Linked DNA regions of Sus scrofa: region 2 is linked to region 1. The links are chromatin contacts, called in public Hi-C maps. All regions are on one chromosome and are shown on one strand. Each heading gives the region's core, a stretch centred on a gene start, on an enhancer-like site or on the middle of the called end of the contact. The rest is flanking DNA. Distances are from core to core; before and after follow the strand shown.

Region 1 (3,030 bases), core at 251-2,750:
GATTTGGTGTTGCCTTGAGTTGTGGTGTAGTTCACAGACACGGCTTGTATCTGACGTTGTCTGGTGTTGCCTTGGCTGTTGCATAGACAGCAGCTGCAGTTCTGATTCGACCCTTAGCCCAGGAACGTCCATGTGCTGCACCTGCTGTAAAAGAGGTGAAAAAAGGAGCAGGTGGAGGAAGAGGGGCTCCAGATGCAGGAAAGGAGAAATAACTGGTCTTGAGTGGTGCTGCGAAGAGGTACACACGTTTCAAGATGGAAGGAGTAACAACTATGTCAAATATTGTAGCTATCGAGAAGGAAGGCATTAAAATGACTCCATTAGACATAGCAACTAGGAGGTCACTCTTGACCTTGGCAAATCAAATTCTTAATTTTTGATAGAGGTGGGAAGATAGACAACTTTTTCAAGAACTTGTCTGTGGAGGAGAGGTGAAGATTGTAATCTTTCTTTTTCCCTCAAAGAAGGAGAAAGCAGGGCATTTTTTTATGCTCAGGAGAAGTCGCCATTTGAGAATTGTTGACAATGTAGGTGAAAAGAGGAATGACTGACAAAACAAGGACCCTTACTAGGAGAGGGAACATTTAAAACAAATTAAATATATATCCTACTGAAGCAGAGAGCTTGCTTTTTCTCACCACTGCCAGGGTACTTTCCTAGTTTACTGTAACTTTCAATAACTGTTCTGGAGTACATTTTCACTCATAAGCCCCACACGACATGTATTTATCTCAGTTGTTTTACTGATTGATGAACCAAATTTTTTTTTTTTTTATGACTGCTCCTTAGGTATTCCTTTTGGTTCCTGAATAAAATTGCTCTGTTTGCAATCCACTGAAGGGGTTTTCCCCTTAAAAAAAAAAAAAGTTTTTTACTACAAGAATGAGAAGCACTACCTCTTCCCTTAGGACTCTAGCTTGTTTACTGCTCTTGTCACTCAACCTACTCAAGCAATTCACAAAAACTTTTCAAGAATTTGTCCCTTTCCTACCATCCCTAACATATAGGATGGTTTACATCTGTATTTACAACTCTTATTACCATTCCAGAAATTATTATAAACTTATAGAATCTGAAATACTCAATTATATATTGATTACGCTGACCAGTCAACCCCTGAATTCCACAGAGGACAAGAACTAAGGTGTGTAAAAATGGGATATTCAACGTGTCAGGGCAAATTTCTCAAGCGCGGGGTTAGTGGGGAGGGCGGGGGGCGGGTATTTTGGAAGTGGGAAAAGCAAAGGAGGAGAGCAGATAAGCTCTTCTTTCTTAGATTTCAGGGTGAAATGAATACACCTGATGCCCGCGTGAGAGAAGAACTCTGCCAGCTGAGTGAAATTGGGCTGGACAGAGGCTGGAAGTCGGAGCTACTCGTGAGACTCCGCCCAGTGTAAGCACTCGCGCGCTCCCGTCTTGTCTCGCGCAGGGTCGGGTCTGTCAGGCGGGAAATCTCGCGAGATCGGAGACTGGGATGACTGTCGGGAGGAGGGGAGTGGTGTTGGGGAAGGGGGGAATCTGGGCAGCGGCCGGGCTCTGTGGCTTCAGGGCTCGGAGAGAGAGAGGGAGGGTGGCTAAGAGAGTGAGTCTGTGCTGCCAACCGCCTAAGAAGAGAGGAGGGGTCCCGCCTGCCTGCGCCCTTCGCGGGCCGAGAGCGCGAGGCACCCGCGAACCTTTGAGGCCTCAGGCCCCTGGGGACCCCGCCCCGCCGCCGGCCGGCCGGCCCGTGGCCTCTCTTCCCTTTGTGAGCGCCCCCTTCCCAGGGGTGGTGGTGGTAGTGGAGGGTTGTGCCTCGGCCCGCCCGCCGAGGGGCCGCGGCGGGGAACCGAGAGGGCCTCGGCTGTGTGAGGACAGGAGGCGGCCGAGGCCCGAGCCGGTTCCCCGGAGGCGGCGGCGGCGGCTCCCGGCACTTCCCCGCGCCATCTTAGCTGAGCCTAAGCGCTGAGGGCGCCTCCTCGACCCCGGTCGTCCCCTCGCCCCCCCCCCCCCGCCCCTCGTCGCAGAGCTAGGGCTGGGCGGCTTGCTGGGGCTCCGGGGGGGGGGGGGCGGCAGTCTGTCGCCTGGCCCCCTCCTCCTCCTCCTCACTCCTCGAGCTCCAGCGCAGCGGCTACCCAAGCGCTGCAGGGGGCTACGCCTGCCTACTCCGCCCCAGACCTGTCGGCTAAAGGGTAAGGGCACCTCTGCTCTGGGAAAGGGAGACATGGAGGGGGCGGGGAAATTCGGCCCACTCTGGCCGCGGCGCGGAAGAGGGGATGTGGGGGTGGGGTGGGGGAGGGAGACAAGGAGGGTCTGTGATTCTGTGGGTGGGGTGAAGAAGCTGGTGAGCTGGGCGCCCTCCCGTTTGGAGGGGCTAGAGCAATTACTTTCCTCTTTCCTGAGGGTCACCGGAAGGGGGTGGTGGAAGGAGCCGTCTCGAGGAAGGTGTGGCCCTCCTAGGGAGACTGGGTTGATGTGCACCCCGATTTAAAGGCGCGAGGTCCTTTTCCCTTCTGATCCCTCTGCTCCTCCCTCTCCTCCTTTGTAGTGTCTGTGTATTCCTGGGAAGGGAGACTGCTCAAGGTAGCCTACTGGGTGGATTCCCACACATCCACCCCCACAGGAAATCTGTACCCGTCTTCTGTAGGGGTGATGGAAGCATTTCTTTCCCTGTACCTTTCCCCATCCTTTAGTGTACTGCAATGCTGCAGAAGTCCAAGGCAGTTTCTTCATACACAGGCCCATGTATATACTGAAGGGAGAGGGAGCAGGAGAGGGAAGTAATGGCGCTTCCCTTGCAAAGGTTATCCCTCTTCCTTTGGTTTTAAATCCTTAATAGTACCGGTATAATTCTGAGATCTGTCCCTGGGAAATATATCTGTTACTGTTGGGGGATATGGCCTCTCAGAGAGGCGCTGCCGGTTTAGAGTTTTGATGTCTCTCTCGCTCTCTTTTTTAAACACTGTGTTGACTTTTTTGTGTGAGCATACCGAGTTTTTGTTAGGAGTCAAATAAAATAATTTTGTACTCTCTCATTTCCCTTTTTTTCTTCCT
Region 2 (3,030 bases), core at 263-2,762, 610 kb after region 1:
CCTAAGCAGATTTCATATTTGGCTTGTATCTGGTCCTGCCCTAATCACTTTGGGGAGAAAATATCCAGCACATTCCTATATGCAAAACTATGTAATACATCCCAGCATTAATTCATTCAGAAGAGTGGATCTTAAAATGTGTAGGTCCTTTAAACCCTTTTGGGATTTTCCAGGTCAAAACTATCTTTCTAACAATACTAGGACATTATTTGCTTTTTTCACTCTTATCCTCACACCAGAGTACAATAAAGCTTTTCAGAGGCTTCATGATGTGTGATGATGTCATCACTCTGACAGCTAACTGAATGTGTGCTTATGGATTCTTTTTAATTTGATCTTTTTTTCTTTCAGTTTTATTGAGACATAATTAACATACGGTGCTGTATAAGTTTATGGTGTAGAGCATAATAAATTGACATATATATCATGAAATTATTACAATAAATTTAGTGAACATCCATTATTTCATATAGATACAAAAGAAAAAAAATTTTCCTCACGATGAGAATTTAGGATTTATCTCTTAACTTTCATTGCATTGTAGCAGCTGCAGCTCGGATTCAATCCCTGGCCAGGCAAACTTACATATGCATGGATGCAGCCATAAAATTAAAAAAAATAAAAAAGGATAGGAAAAGATATACTATGCTAACAATCAGTGGTTATATTAATATCAGGTAAGATAAATAAAAATAAAAGAATAAAGAGAATCATTTTTTAATAGTATGGGGTCAATATAAGAGGATATAACAAGCCTAAATATTTATACATCTAATAACAGAACTTCAAAATACACGAAACAAGACCTGACAGAAGTAAAAGGAGAAACAGACAAATCCACAATTATAGTTGGAGATTTTAACATCTTCTGTCAGGTAATTCCTGTTGGTAATTCAAGAGATCTTTTTCACTTGCTGTATGACTAGTTTGGAATGGGCCAAAAGTGAGTAGGTGCACAGGTGAAACGCGTGCCTAGAATTTTTTTAAAAGTATCATAGAAGACTTTAATCCTATACCCACCCAGTAGTACCATGGTATTGTTATTAATCATTTCTGTCCGAATATGAGATACTTAGCATAAGGATTTTGATCTTCTGCAAATTATCCTGAGCCAGATATACGCAAACGGAATATCTCAGGGGAAAAAAAAAATCCATAGCCTAGGGCAGTGGTTTTCAAACCAGAGTGTCAGAATTAGCTCGAGGGCTCCTTAAAATTCAGATTGCTGGGCCCCATCCCAGAGTTTCTGATTTGGTAGGTGTGAAATAGGGTGGGAAATTTTGCATTTCTAACAAATTCCTGGATGGTGCCAATGCTGCTGGCCCCAGGACCACACTCTGGGAATCACTGGCCTAGAATTTTGTCATTCCTTTCTTCCCACCGGTGTGGAGGCAGTCCCTCGGTTTTCAAACAATGCCGAAAGCCAAGCCCGAACAACCTGGCACCCAGCTGCACCAAGCAATTGAAAATACGAACCCAGCGGGTAGGCGGGTTCCAGGCCGCCTAAGGCCGCGCGAGAGTTCACGTAACGACGCTCTTACCTGCGTCAGCGTCACGTCGGCGTCGGCCACGTTCAGCGGAGACGGGAGCAAGATGGCGATTCCGGGCAGGCAGTGAGTGATCCGGGAGTTAGGGTTAGGCTGGGAAGTGAGACACCACGGCGACTGTGACTTTGGCCGAGGAGTAAAAATGCGCTGGAAGTGAAGGGGCTGTGTCGTCAGGGATAGAGACGGGGAAAAGCGAGAAATTCTGAGGAACATATATTCCCATCCCCCCCCACATTTTCCAGGATGGAAGCCCGAAGTTTGAGGGAGAAACTTGTGAGGAAATAAAGAAAGTTAGGCTGAGGGGCAGAGAGCGAGACTTTTCTATTTTCCAAAAGCTCGGTCTGAGGCCCCTCAGTCTTGCTTCCTACCCCGCGCTTGAGTTTCTCCCCGGTTGGATGCTTTCAGGGGTAATGAGAAGAGACAATTCCTGGCTTTCTTATAGGGCCTTGTTCTCCTTGGCAACTCAAGTTCTGATTCCCGCCCTCCCTTCTCGGTTTAGGAATGTTGTGCTGAGAAGCCACAGAAAAGGGTAGGCATATAGGAAATTGGGGCATATATTGCCGCAAAAGAGAAATGTTATATCTTCTTGCAAGTTTTACTTTTGATGTACAATCCTCAATTTGGATACGGCTTCCCGTGGTTTCTGTATCTTAAAGGCCAACGTGAGAAACTAAATGAGTTGTATCTGATGGGATGGTACTTTCAGGTGCTCCAAGACAAAGCAAGTGGGCTTAATAAAGGGTAATGGGAATTTGCCCATGGCTGTTTGGGTTTCTCAGTTAATGTAACCTTCAAAAGTTTTTCCATGGGTGACATTAACCTTTATCCAATAACTTCTTTAAAATTGTGTGAGCACTCAGTAGGGGAGAAAATAATTTTTTTTCTTTACTCTTGTTAGACCACGAGGATACTTTAGAGTGTTTTTCTTTGTAGTGGACATCAGCTGAGCTTTCCACTAACATGTTCTTTTTAAAATCTTACTATCATTTCACCATATAAAACATTTCTGAACTCTTCATTCACTTCTTTGGTTAAAATGGTATTTTGATTTTGGCCGGTGACCACAAGTAATCATTTAGAGTAATAATTATAAAATCTTAGCGCATATTAGAACTCTGAGATGGTTGAAAATGAGAACCAGTGTTATATGTTCCTAGACTATATAACATGTTTTGACTTGGTAGTTACATCTGAAAGAGATAGTGGATGTATTATTTTTTAAAGTTTAAACATAATGGTGTAATTTCTATTTTAAAAAAAATATATGCAGGTATGGGCTTATTTTGCCAAAGAAAGCACAGCAGTTGCACCCTGTTTTGCAAAAACCTTCAGTGTTTGGGAATGATTCTGATGATGATGATGAGGTAAGGGAACCTATGTTTTTCTACCGCATTGTTGGAAATATATATTTTTTTAAAAAATTGAACTTGTGAATTTGATGTCTTTGCTTGCTTTAGTTGTCAATACAGTATATCTAGAATAT

The links. A called contact is a pair of places that touch in the nucleus more often than the background predicts.
Region 2: a Hi-C map of epiblast stem cells shows a contact between it and region 1, with 2.6 times the contacts expected there. The contact joins the promoter of NSRP1 here to the promoter of TAOK1 in region 1. A contact is called at or near these places in 1 of 5 promoter capture datasets (fetal liver) and 1 of 47 Hi-C or Micro-C datasets (epiblast stem cells).

The regions. Positions count from the first base shown.
Region 1 is chr12:45,595,567-45,598,596 of Sscrofa11.1, forward strand. It overlaps TAOK1 (serine/threonine-protein kinase TAO1), which reads left to right and starts at 1,501. Exons shown (of 20, transcript XM_003483075.4): 1 at 1,501-2,168.
Region 2 is chr12:46,209,690-46,212,719 of Sscrofa11.1, forward strand. It overlaps NSRP1 (nuclear speckle splicing regulatory protein 1), which reads left to right and starts at 1,513. Exons shown (of 7, transcript XM_003131784.6): 1 at 1,513-1,613; 2 at 2,818-2,911. The coding sequence starts at 1,594. It overlaps MIR423 (microRNA 423), which reads left to right and starts at 1,836; the gene lies at 1,836-1,915.